Regions from separate parts of the Triticum aestivum genome. Here region 2 is linked to region 1. The links are chromatin contacts, called in public Hi-C maps. All regions are on one chromosome and are shown on one strand. The core of a region is the stretch at or near the end of the contact, and the rest is flanking DNA. Distances in the headings are between cores, read along the strand shown. Region 1 holds the start of LOC123189651 (endoglucanase 12). Region 2 holds the start of LOC123189655 (corepressor interacting with RBPJ 1).

Evidence for each region. Hi-C and Micro-C count contacts between places; a contact is called where the count stands out from the background.
Region 2: a Hi-C map of leaf shows a contact between it and region 1, with 5 times the contacts expected there. The contact joins the promoter of LOC123189655 here to the promoter of LOC123189651 in region 1. A contact is called at or near these places in 2 of 5 Hi-C or Micro-C datasets (both in leaf).

The regions. Positions count from the first base shown.
Region 1 is chr2A:597,188,290-597,195,275 of IWGSC CS RefSeq v2.1, reverse strand. It overlaps LOC123189651 (endoglucanase 12), which reads right to left and starts at 5,344. Exons shown (of 4, transcript XM_044602114.1): 1 at 4,777-5,344; 2 at 3,752-4,059; 3 at 2,297-3,067; 4 at 1,531-2,210. The coding sequence starts at 5,143. The coding sequence ends at 1,797.
Region 2 is chr2A:597,391,126-597,398,111 of IWGSC CS RefSeq v2.1, reverse strand. It overlaps LOC123189655 (corepressor interacting with RBPJ 1), which reads right to left and starts at 3,931. Exons shown (of 5, transcript XM_044602117.1): 1 at 3,578-3,931; 2 at 3,277-3,378; 3 at 2,352-2,496; 4 at 2,189-2,235; 5 at 1,524-2,014. The coding sequence starts at 3,667. The coding sequence ends at 1,805.

The DNA.
Region 1 (6,986 bases), core at 4,095-6,594:
TGCCCTAGGTTATAACTGTCTCATGATGAATATCATCCACCAAGTCATCGATCTAATGCCTATGAATTTATCTTATATTGTTCTTGCTAAGTTCCTACTGCTATCGTCACTAGTGCGCTTGCTACAAAACTATTGCTATCACTGTTACCGTTACTGTTACTGCTGTCACTATTATCAAAATTATCATATTACTTTGCTAGTGATCACTTTGCTGCAGATAATTAATCTCCGGGTGTGGTTGAATTGACAACTCAGCTGCTAATACCTTCAAATATTCTTAGGCTCCCCTTGTGTCGAATCTATAAATTTGGGTTGAATACTCTACCCTCGAAAACTGTTGTGATCCCCTATACTTGTGGGTTATCAGCAAGCACCCATAAGTAGGCTCGGTTACAAAGCAGCAGCAGAGTGTCAACGAAAATTGCCTAAACATATAAGATTTTTGAATTATTAGGATATTAGGCAATTTTTTATTAATTTTAATCCAGATTAACATCATCAGTGGAATACTAACATGGCAAGTCGCATACCACATACTAGGGACATCTAGCATGTACAGATATTAACCAAAGGCACATGTTAACGGAGAGAGGTTCAGAACATACGAGTTCACTAGAAACTCCGGTGCAATAGCATCGCCAACCATGGTGGTGAAGACCAAGTCATCGGCTGTCGTAGAGAAAGTAGTGGAAGCACGCAGATAGGGCTCGATGACGTAGTCGAACTTGAGCGAGAAGTCACGTCGTGCCGTTTCCCAAAAACCTTATCGCCCCTCATCTCGGTGCATATTCTCATGGGACACACGGATTCAGAGGTCTTCTCTCCCGTACGGTCGTGCACGCGGTCGTCAGGATGGGATCGCCAAAAAAGCAACTCACCACAAGGAACTCTGCGAGAGTGTATGTTCTATCTACTGCTATCTGTTAGGTGTACTCTCCCTCCTCTGTATTTCTTTTATATGGAGAGGACATGTGGGAGTGTGAAGAGATCCAACTGACATGTGGTGGGAAAAACTCTCTCAAAGTACAAAATGTGTCAATAATGAGCTCGAGTGTTGCGTACACCCATACACCCAAAACTGGGTAGTAGATTATCGTGCAAAATTTTAGTTCTTTCAACAAGGCATATAACATTAGCCTGAACACGAACTCAATTCATGAGTCATGTCGCAACGCGCACGTGACGCGGCATGACATGGTGTGAAGTGAAGTGAGTGAGTGAGCATGCGTGATGTTCCTCTTTTGAGGAGTCAAGCTTGAGGAGGCATATAAGGAGTTAAATTAGAAGGGGTCGGCTAAAGATGCTCTTAATTCCCTTTCCCCTTCTCTCGCTATTCAACCAAACAGTGAATTATATGCCTTGTATTATACTCCTTATATTGTAGTTTTCTTTCATCAAGTCTTATACGACTTATACCTCTCCCATTCCCTGTCACTAATTCCCGCGAACCGATAGTGCTAGATTCTTCAGATATTTATTTTGTTCATTGCAAAGCGGCTAGAGAGCGATCGAGCATTGGAGATGGCATGATACTGTGAACACTTACTCCATTAGTTCTTCTCTGGGAATCAACAAGTATCCATTAATTGTCCATACCCAAATTGTGCACAAGAAACATCTACAGTAGTACAGGCCATGCGTGAGGCATGCCACCGTCGTATCGCGCGCCACGGTTAACGTGTGTACGTATAATACAAAAGAATTTTACATGATGGCCAGAAAATTGCACTACCAACCGAACCTGATCGATCTGCTCAACGCCGGCGTAAAAACCGGCCGGCCGGGCAGAGCTCTCCTCACGGCTTCCACGTGGCCGGCGGCGGCGGGGCGGCGGGGAACATGGGCGGCACGGCGGAGAACATGGTGTTCTTGTCGACGGCGCCGACGCCCGTGCCGCGGCCGCTGTTGGTGATGGCGACGAGCGCGGCGACGAGCCCGGCGTTGCCGACCAGCGTGGGCTCGTTCTGCGCGTAGCTGATCCTCGCGTCCTTGAACTTGTCGTTCTTGTCCGGGCCGCCGACCATGGCGCCGACGAGCACGTGAGGGTCGGCCTTCTTGGAGTCGCGCCACTTGTTGCCGCCGGTGCACGAGTACTTGATCCCGTTCTTGGGCGTGGACGCCCCGCGGTGGTGCAGCCGCTTCGGGTACTTCTTGCCGTACCCCACCACGTAGCTCATCTTCATCGGGTTGTCCCCAAGAATGTAGTTCAGCTGCTCGACCACCATGACACACAGTTAAGCCACGCATTGCATAATTTACCAACGACGATAAGATCGGTTAAAAGAAGAAGAAATACCTGGGATTTGGCGAAGGAGCGGAGGTCGTCGACGGTCATGAAGTTGGGGCCGCAGTACCAGCCGGGGACGTTGACGGACTCCATGTAGTCGGCGTAGAGCGCGGCGAGGAAGGAGTTGGCGACGGCGTACTGCAGCGCCTGGCCCTGGCCGTGGTTGAACTGCGCGAGGCCGCCCTTGGTGAAGTTAAACGCATTGAACTTGGGAAAATACATGCACATGTTCATGCTGGTGACGTTGTGGTATCCCATGAGCGACTCCTCGTAGGGGTAGCCGGGGTTGAGGAACATGCGGAGGCGCGAGAGCAGCAGCGTGGCGCCGGGGAGCTTGTTGTCCCAGCTGAAGACGGAGAAGTCGAGGATGTTGAAGAAGGCCTTGGCGTTCTTGGGGAGACGCGGGTCGGTGGCGAAGCTGATGTAGCTGTTGTTGCCGGTGGCGTAGTACATCCAGGAGGCGCTCCACATGAACTCGTCCCAGTAGCTGGTGGAGTTGTAGTAGTACTCGATGGCCGGGTTGCCCCGCGAGTAGGGGGTGCGCTTCCCGTTGGCGCGCGCGAACTTGTACACCGTCGCCGCGCCCCTCACCAGCTTCTTGGAGTAGGCCGGGTTGTCGCGGAACACGATGGAGGCGGAGGCCAGCGCCGCCGCCACCTCGCCGCCCAGGTCCGGCGCCGCGCTCGCCTGCTGCACCGGCCGCGGGTACGCCATGTCCTCCGGCCGGTTCCAGCAGTAGTGGTCGTCCGGCGTGCTGCCGTTGATCTTGGCAGTACCCACCTGCAGGCACAAGCACGAACGTGTCAAAATTTTCCTTTGTATTTTGCTTTGTGATGGTGAACCGATCGGGTGTGACAAAAATGTGAGCACAAGTTGGAGAGCATCTTCGGATCGGATCGTGAACACCAAAATGAACAGCTACTCTACTACTTGGTACTCTGAATGAGCTGCAGTGAGGATAGTTAAATTGGCTTGGAGAGTTGGGGTAACATGACATGCCCCGCTAAGCACATGTTAGCATGTACTCCCTTTGAACTAAAATTACGACGAGTAAATCGGAACGGAGGGAGTAGATAATTGGGGGTCGAACCCTAGATAGCCTACTGATCTCAAGTGATAAGAGTCAAAGGTTGTTGGCTGTGCCGCGTGCGTGCCCATCAACATTTCTTGCTGGAAAACAAGGCTAGCTGTTGGGCGGTGCACACTGAATCGGCCACGCCAGTCGCATTATTGCACACCCCCTTTCTCTATCTTTATGCTTTCTACATTCAACAGATGAAAAGCACCACTTTAAGCAAAGCTCTCCTCCGTATATGCCTTTTCTAGTTAATGTTCTCAACTGAACTTACTTTCAAATATGATTTCCAAAAAAGTCTCGCTCTTTAAATGCTTGCTTGATGTTTTCACCGTGCGATTTTCAACGAACGGTCGAGATGGACGGACGGAGTGATGGGGAGAGCTCACCTGACTGTAGAGCTTGTTGATGGTGGAGGCGGAGGAGTTGAAGGTGAGCAGCAGGTAGTCGGTTCCCCACTTGATGAGCTCCCTCACGTGGTCGTACTCCCCGATCGCCTTGTACCTGTCGGCGTACTCCACCACCGACCAGCTCAGCAGCGTCATGGAGAAGGCCATCGGGAAGTGGAACTTGATGTTGTCGCCGGCGTCGTAGTACCCGCCCACCAGGCCGCCCTTCACGTCCGGCAGGTCCGCGCCGTCCTTCATCCCCGAGTTCCCGCGCCACGGGATGCCGTTGTTCTTAGGAAGCTTGCCGGCTGTCATATCACCACAAACAGCAAAATGTTCGTTAGATCCATGAACGGTACTACCGAATTCTGAATTTCTGATTACAGTAGACAAGATTAAGCTTGTAAAGCACTCCTAGTAAGAAGCTGACAATTCAACTTGCAAGGCAGATCAGGATCTAGAAATGCGGATGCTTTGCATCTGGCGAGATCCAGAAGCAGAGCATAGGCAAGATCTACCGCGACATCCATGTGCGGGGCTAAGCTAAAGAATGGATCAACTGGCTGGCCTACATGTGCGTGAACGTGCCGAGATTCGTACTTTGAAATTTCCAGAGATTTCTCTGAATATCAGCTTGTCACTTTCTGCGAGGGGGCAGGGACAGACCGTGAGCAGGACGGCATAACATTCCAAGCGTGGGGGTTGCCGTCGTACGCAGCTGTACCCAGCTCCCGATCACAGACTACGTGGTGGTCTCCCTTTCTTTCTCCCTTTTTGCTTGCCATCAAGATCAAGATTCAAGATCAAGGTGTAATTGCGCACTTAAGATCACAGATCAAAACTACGTACAAGATTTAATGTTCTACTGTTACGCAGCGATTTCTACGCGAATTCTTGAGTTCAGACAGACTTGGGACTCGATCAAAGGCGGATCCGCAGAGCACTAGGAATCAGAGAATTGATCATCCATAAGCAGAGCAGAAGCAGAGGAGGTGGAGGAGTGAAGAAGGAGGAGGGGAGCTCACATTTCTGGGCGTTGAAGAAGAGGAGGGCCTTGTGGAGGGCGTCGGTGTACTTGTCGGGGGGCGGGGCGTGGGGCTTCTTCTTGGGGATGTTCTTGGCGATGATGATGGGGAGGCCGATGAGGACGAAGGCGCCGAGGACGGCCCAGAGCATCCACCAGAGGAGCTTGCGCTTGACGACGACGCAGCCGAGGTCGACGTAGCGGTCCTTCTTCTTGGCCTCCGGCGGGCCGAGCAGCCAGCTCTGCTGCGTCTCGTCCAGCTGGTGCTGGTGCTGCAGCGCGCCGCGGTCGATGTCCATGTTGCGGCTCTGGTCGTCCTCCGCGCCGTCGATGTCGAACGCCCCGCCCCAGTGGTTCTGGGAGTGCATGGTGGCTCCCCCCCTCCTGGACGGCCGCCGGCCGCTGGGGCTTTCTTGGTCGGAGTTGGCTCGCGCGCGCGCGGTTTCGGGCGGTCGATCAGCGCATGAACGGCCGGAGCCGGACACCCAGCTGGGGAGTGCTGTGGGTTACTGGCGGTGAGGTGCGGAGGCCGGAAGAAGCTGGGTGTGGTGCGGTGGCCGGGTGGGGAGTTTTGAAGGGGAGGGGAGGGGGGCGGTTGACTTGGAGGAGCTGGGGGAGGCGTGCCACCGTCGCACCCGCACCGTGTGGGGACTGGGAGAGAGTGGGAGTGGGAGGGGAACGAAGGGTTGTTGGGGTCGGCTCTTCATGTGTTAACTTTTTGCCGTGCTGATTTACCGCTTGTGCTGCACTGCTACGGCCACCAACAAAATGATGCGCGCCTTTCTACTAGTTCCAATATTAGCGGTTTTTTAGTGGTTTTTATGCAAAAATGCCTCTTGGAGCTCGGCCTCCATGAAGGCCGGTTTTTGAAAAACACAAAATTCATGAAAATTCATATTTTTACAATTCAAGAAAATTTGAAAAAAATTACAGATATACATGGAGGCATAACACACATGTGCGTAAATTTTTAGGACGAAATACGTTGAAATGAAGGCTGTGCAAAAAAGACAAATCTGAGGCTTTTTAACACATGTTACTATTCATCCTCAAAGACCAGAAATTTGTCTTTTTTCTATAGGTCGCATTTCGAAGTATTTCATCTTGAATTTTTACACACACATACATTTCATCCGTGTATAGTTGCATATTTATTTTCAGAATTTTTTGAAGTCAAAAAGTTTGAATTTTGAATTTTTCAAAAATAAAGGGCTCTATGGAGCTCGGTCACCAAAACACCCTACTCTCTTTTGTAGCCAGTGCTCTCGGCTCAGTAAGTACATACAACACAATAATAACCAAAACCATGTAAACTGAGTATTATGATTGTGTGCATCCTGTAATGCAGTGGCCGGGATAATCTCCTTTTCGAAAAAAAGGTGAATTGAGATTGAATGGTTTGCAGAGGTGATGCCACATCAACCCCTCCCCGGCTCCCCCCTTCCCGCTGGCGTCCTTAGTTCGCTACTCTGACGCAGCGATGCAAGGGGCTAGTTCCTTTGTATTATGCTTTTTTTTCCCTATGTTTTCAGGGTTTGTTATCCAAGCTGCAGTGCCATGGCGGTGGCGATGTGCTAGTGTAGAAAGAAGTTGATTTGGCTCATTTTCCATCATGGCGGCATCTTCTTCTATGTCGGCATAGAGGCAGTGAGAGTACGTGTGTACAAATAAGTTCCTTTCGCTCATTTTCCATTGCGTATGTTTCAAAAATTCAATCATCAACAAGAAACCCCAACATAACACTAAATATTTCCCCCCTTGAGAACAAGTATCACGATTAGTTTCCAGACACTAGTTGCTCTTGAAATTAATCGCCAGGCTAGCTTGGTTGTTTCAGAATGCAATATATGACATAAACGTTTTACTTATACTCAACCAACTCTAAAATGTCGCTTTCTAGCCAACATTTTTCTAGTTATGAACCAATTGTCGTATATGGACCCAATGCGGCTCGAGCCATTCTTGTTTGTCTAATGTTGTCCAAGGAAATGTACTTTTAGTATGCACATCTTATTATTTTAACTAGAAATTATAGTATTTCCATTAATTTTCCAAATAGGATATGTTGCCTTGCCAGCTCCATTACTAGAGCATATGTTTCTACGTTTGTTAAGATTCATCGGTGCACCCACATTAATAGCTGGAAGATTCATCCATGGGATAAGGAGTAGAAAGTGCCTAGCTACTTGTGCTGATACAGAAGATAAAAAT
Region 2 (6,986 bases), core at 2,682-5,181, 200 kb before region 1:
TTTAATTTTTTTGAACAAGTATTTAAAAAAATATAGAAAAAAGAAAAAAAAAGAATGAAATAATGGAGAAGACCGGCTCAGTCATCTCTAGTTGGTCGTGATCCCTTTTCTAACCAGCAATTGGAAACTAATGCGGTGGTTAGCTGCTCTGGTGATTGCCATGGAGACCAGGCATCGATCCCCAACGTGGCTAATAACTACCCCACCAGCTTTCAGATGTTAAACTTTTTTTCAAATACTTGTTTAACATTTTTTTAAATACTTGTTCAACATATTCTAAATACTTGTTCAACATTTTTATATACATGATCAACATTTTTACAAATACTTGTTCAACATTTTTATATACATGATTATTATTTTTTCAAACACTTGTTGAACATTTTTACAAGTACTTGTTCAACATTTTTATATACATGATTAATATTTTTTCAAATATTTTTCAACATTTTTTAAAATACTTGTTCAACATCTTTTGCAAATGCTTGATTAACATTTTTATATACATGATCAACATTTTTTAAAATGCTTCTTTAATATTTTCATATACCTATTCAACATTTTTGAAATATTTGTTCAACAACTTTAAAATACTTGTTTAATATTTTTTTAATGCTTGATTAATATTTTTATATGCATGATCAACATTTTTTTCAAATACTTCTTCAACATTTTTCAAATACCTATTTATCAGATAAATGGGTGCATGCACCTGTCGGCCTAGAGGAAGCAGACTGGGTGTCAATCGGCCAGCAGTGGGCCGACTGAGGCCAATCGGCCAACAGTGGACCGACTGGATCCAATCAGCCCGCAGTGGGCCATTGGGGGCCAATCGGCCAGCAGCAGGCCGACTGGGTCCAATCGATCAGCAGTAGGCCGATTGGTTAATATTTTTAAAAAATATAATTACAGCGTAATATTTCTGAAATTTAATATAAAAAATGTATTATTTTAAAAAAATTAGCCAGTGCCAGTGTGCCATCGGGAGATGTCAAAAAAGAAAAGAAAAAAAATCACCGGGAAAGATAAATTTTGTTCATTTGCAAGGATGCTACACTTTTTTTCTTCTCTGCCAATTGTTAGCAAGGTAATACCTCTACTTTTTTATAAAAATTAATGTCATACTACACTGAATTTGACCAAGTTTATCCACAAATACCAAATCAGTATCATCAGATTCATTATGATATTTTTTTTCATATTTTACTTATTTTGTATTGTACTATCGTTCAAATGAACTGCAAAAGTCTTAAAAAAAATTTGAGGGAAAAAAATCTTATATTTAGTTACTGAAGAGAAACTGCAAAAACATCTTATATTTAGTTACAGAGGTAGAACATGTGTATATATATAGTACTACGTGTTAATATTTTTTTTGTGTGAATTTAATCAAACATAGAGACGGAGGGGACTGTATTTTTCATAGCTCACAGCAAATACACCAACAGAGAAGCCAATTCTCATAAAAGAGATCTAAAGATCAACCAAAGATAAATAATATAAATATCAAGTTCTGAAAAGAATTAAAGCAGTTCAAATCGAATATAAATACTGTCACTATCCATCAAGTACAACAATGTAACAATGATTTGATATTTCTTACAAGTTGCAGGATACCATATAATGGTTCAACACCTAAACCTCCAGTTACCGAACATTCTGTTGAGAAACAACATGGAAACTGGTTCCCACAACCTTCTGAGAGTCGTCTCAATAGAATACAATCAACACCCACCAATTGACGATTCAAAATGATATGACCTCAGGTGCAAGCAAATTGGTATTGGGCGTATCGATATAGCATCTAATTCTTTGCATTCCCAAAGAATTTCGAGAGGCGAACAGGGCCTTCCTCCTCGCTGTCACTTCCCGCATGCTTGGATCGGGACCTGTGCTTCTTATCTTTCTTACTTCGCTTTGATCTTGATCGGGATCGGGATTTTCTTGAACCCCTGTCCTCATCATCACTACTTGATGATTCTGATGAGCTGGAACTTTCTGACGAACTTCTGTGCTGTAAGAATGCAGAAGTGAGCAAGTAGGACCATTTTTGTTTCCCAAATTCATCCCAACAGGAGAAGGTAAAAAAAATGCTTATATCTAGAATCATTTATATAGCGGATACTTTTTGGTGTTTTCCATTCATCATGATGTGGCCAATTATTACATTTGTATTTGAGAGTAATACCTTCCTCCTCTTTTTAATCCGTTTCTTTGCGTCCTTTTCCTTCTTTTCTGTATCCATAATTCTTTGTCAGAAACTCAACACATGGGATAGATTTAAGAAAGAGTTCACCTACTGGGACCTAAATGTAACAAACATCGTTCAGCACGTCATTAAGTTGATTTACCTTTCTTGGAAGATGATGATTTTGACTTTACAACGTCTCTTCCACGACCAAGCTTTTGGGCCCTTTCAGCATCCAGTTGAGCTCTATACTCTCTCATCATTTTATCTTTGTCAGCCTCCACCTCACCTCTCTTTAGCTCCTCGTCCTATAGGGGACAAGAGCATCATTAATTACTATGAAGGTACTGATAATAGATAACTATTATAGCCACACAGTGACCTTATAAGTACAAAAAGGCTGAGCCTGATCTATAGTGCTAACTAGTAAGCCAATAACCATGTGGAGTCAATGCAGAAAACAATAAAGCTTTGCCAAGTAAACCCCACCCCGCCTAATGCGGACCTAGGTTGATCTGTTTGGAATCAGCATATACATACTCCGTCTAAGTTGCTATTTATCAAAGAGAACAAGTGAAAACCAAGTAAATGGCATCATTAGACTTCTGAAGCTAGGTAAACTATCGTGGATGGCTGCAATAATGGGTGTGCCACTGACAAATGGTTGTACTACCTTTTACGGTAGCACGAGTCTAATGTCTGATGGCAAACCGATGCTAGAGAAACTCAAAGGTCAGCAAACCAGAGGAAGGACGACTAGACCCTGGGTGGCACAGGACCAAGCTTCCACTGCCAAAGTTCAGGCTGCTAATTTCCCTCCTATGCTACAACGTAGCTTAATTCGTTGCTATATGCACTATAAAGTCAATCGCCATTCCACACCAGGCCAAAACAAACTTGGGCATCACATACAAGGCAGTATGCCTGAAATTCAGCTTCCATCATACATTTAACATAAAATAGGAGCACAAATAGCACATCGCAGAGCTTAAGCAGCAGCATGGATAAAATCATGGCCAAAATTACAGAGCGAAGAAACTAAATCCACCAACAAAAGCCAGCAGAGAGCAAGCCGAGGCCGCGCATACCTTCTGCTTCTTCTTGAACTCCTCCCACGTGAGGGTGTGGGTCTTGTTGAGGCTGGCCAAGCGCGCCGCGTGCCACTCTGGAGAATGAAATGAACCGTCCGTCTGTGACGGCCCTCGTTAGTAAAAGTCCCCTCATCATCAAAAGGAAAAGAAAGCATCTACAAGCAGCAAGATTCGCCATGGACGTCCCGGCAGATCTAGATAGGGTTTGCGGGCGGAGCAATCAGATATGGATTGCTGCGAGCTTGGAACTAGGGGGGATTAAGGATCTGTGGTAAGGGGGGTGAGGAAGGGGACCGACCATGCCGTCTTCCTCCCCTTCGCCGGGGGCGCCGGAGGACGAGCCCAGCCGCGCCCGCTGCATCGCCTTGTACGCCTGGTTCTTCCCCATCCTCGATTGCTGGGCCGAGAACCAGATTGGAACCGTGCGGGGCGGAGGGGGAGGCGGAGTGGAGTGGAGATCCCTTTTTCCTCCCTCCTTTTGGTACGACGCGTGCGGCCGCGAGTTATGACGGGTGATGGCGATGACGCCGATAAGGTAAAGGAGAAGATGGGGGAAGGGGAAGGAAGGCCTCCCCTCCTCTGGCTCTGGCCTGTGGGAGGAACTCTCCGCCCGCGGGCTGCTGCTGCGGCCGCGTGTCTACCGTCTGATCGGAACTGGATGGCTGGATACCGGTCTTCATATGCTACCATGATACGGACGTCTGAACCGTTGGATCTCAGATCCGACGGCATATAAGGAGTTGTTGTACCTGCACGCAATTTCAAGATTCTTCGATGATTTTTTTTGTAAAATGTTTAATAGCTCATAGGAGCCGTTTGATCTGATATCCAACGTTACCAAGAGCCCGTATCACGGTATCACCTAAACGTTGGTAGCACATGATATTTCCCCAGGTCGGATTGAGCAAGGGCGCATCTCTTCTTTGTTTATATTAGCATAAATGTACGTGTGTTGCAACAAAAGAAAACATTACTTCGTATGAATTAAAGTTTGTTGGTTGACATTTGAGGATCGTGGTGTGAGCTCAAGACATGGGTTATGACCCGAGTAAATTAATTTGGTTGAATAACATTAACTTTAGATTGTCAGTTCTAATGGTCAAGGAGGTGTCAAATTCATTTAGGAAGAAAAATACATTGAGATGGCATGAGATCGGAGCAAACGTACTACACACTCACCCAACCCGATATAGTTGAGTTCGTTGGATCACCTCCCCTCCCCTCTTCCTCCCGTCCGATGACTTTAATGTGAAGTTGTTGTTGATAAACATAATAGAAAACAAAACAAAAAAATTACCCTACAAATTAAGTTCCCAGGATCACTGTGAAGATCCATACAAGGTTGTTGGTGTACTAAGACATGAGTGCCTTAGTACCCTAACTCGTGCACATGTAGTTGTAGCCTTCCCAACGACAGGGCTTTGCCAGAGGGCATCTCCACACAAGGCATAAGACTTGGTTATTAAAACCATGAAGAAGACCTCTAGGCAGGCCGTCAGGAAGTACTAAGTTAGTATTGAAGATCAATACTTTGGTTGCCGGCAAGCTACTTAACGACAAGCGAAGACCCGGCAAGCTCCGTGGCCGGTAAGCTCCCACTACAGTTCCATCGCTCCACCTCAGCGGCACACCAGTCGCCTGTCAAATAGGTGTCGAGCGGGAGGGCTGTTTGGTGAGCTATGTCTGGGCACATGTCAGCTCACCACCGAAGATACAACTTTAATGACACCCGTCCCAGAGGCGTGTCAAGATTATAAGAGGTAGTTGGGCGAATGGCACAGAAGGGGAGACGGTCATTGCTGACAAGCATCACCAGCGTGACACCTCACGGCAAATTTAATGCATTTGTCCTAACCCGCCAGAGTTAGGTATGTTGGGGAACGTAGCAGAATTTTAAAATTTTCTACGCATCACCAAGATCAATCTATGGAGTCATCTAGCAACGAGGGAGAGGGAAGTGCATCTACATAACCTTGTAGATCGCGCGCGGAAGCGTTCAAGAGAACGGGGTTGATGGAGTCGTACTCGTCGTGATCGAAATCACCGATGACCTAGCGCCGAATGGACGGCACCTCCGCGTTCAACACACGTACGGTTGGGAAGACGTCTCCTCCTTCTTGATCCAGCAAGGGGGAAGGAGAGGTTGATGGAGATCCAGCAACACGACGGCGTGGTGGTGGAAGCAACGGTGATCTCGGCAGGGCTTCGCCAAGCTCAGCGAGAGGGAGAGGTGTCACGGGAGGGAGAGGGAGGCGCCAGGGGCTAGGGTGCGGCTGCCCTCCCTCCCCCCCACTATATATAGGACCCCTAGGGGGGCGCCGGCCCTAGGAGATCTAATCTCCAAGGGGGGCGGCGGCCAAGGGGGGTGGCTTGCCCCCCAAGCCAAGTGGGGCGCCCCCCACCCCTAGGGTTTCCAACCCTAGGCGCAGGGGGAGGCCCAAGGGGGGCGCACCAACCCACCAGGGGCTGGTTCCCTTCCCCACTTCAGCCCATGGGGCCCTCTGGGATAGGTGGCCCCACCCGGTGGACCCCCGGGACCCTTCCGGTGGTCCCGGTACAATACCTGTGACCCCCGAAACTTTCCCGATGGCCGAAACTGGACTTCCTATATATAATTCTTCACCTCCGGACCATTCCGGAACTCCTCGTGACGTCCGGGATCTCATCCGGGACTCCGAACAACTTTCGGGTTACCGCATACTAATATCTCAACAACCCTAGCGTCACCGAATCTTAAGTGTGTAGACCCTACGGGTTCGGGAGACACGCATACATGACCGAGACGACTCTCCGGTCAATAACCAACAGCGGGATCTGGATACCCATGTTGGCTCCCACATGCTCCTCGATGATCTCATCGGATGAACCACGATGTCGAGGATTCAATCAATCCCGTATACAATTCCCTTTGTCAATCGGTACGTTACTCGCCCGAGACTCGATCGTCGGTATCCCAATACCTTGTTCAATCTCGTTATCGGCAAGTCACTTTACTCGTACCGTAATGCATGATCCCGTGATCAACCACTTGGTCACATTGAGCTCATTATGATGATGCATTACCGAGTGGGCCCGAGATACCTCTCCGTCATACGAAGTGACAAATCCCAGTCTCGATTCGTGCCAACCCAACAGACACTTTCGGAGATACCCATAGTGCACCTTTATAGTCACCCAGTTACGTTGTGACGTTTGGCACACCCAAAGCACTCCTACGGTATCCGGGAGTTGCACAATCTCATGGTCTAAGGAAATGATACTTGACATTCGAAAAAGCTATAGCAAACGAACTACACGATCTTTGAGCTATGCTTAGGATTGGGTCTTGTCCATCACATCATTCTCCTAACGATGTGATCCCGTTATCAATGACATCTAATGTCCATAGTCAGGAAACCATGACTATCTTTTGATCAACGAGCTAGTCAACTAGAGGCTCACTAGGGACGTGTTGTGGTCTATGTATTCACACATGTATTACGATTTTCGGATAACACAATTATAGCATGAACAATAGACAATTATCATGAACAAGGAAATATAATAATAACCATTTTATTATTGCCTCTAGGGCATATTTCCAATAGTCTCCCACTTGCACTAGAGTCAATAATCTAGTTACATTGTGATGAATCGAGCACCCATAGATTTCTGGTGTTGATCATGTTTTGCTCTAGGGAGAGGTTTAGTCAACGGATCTGCTACAT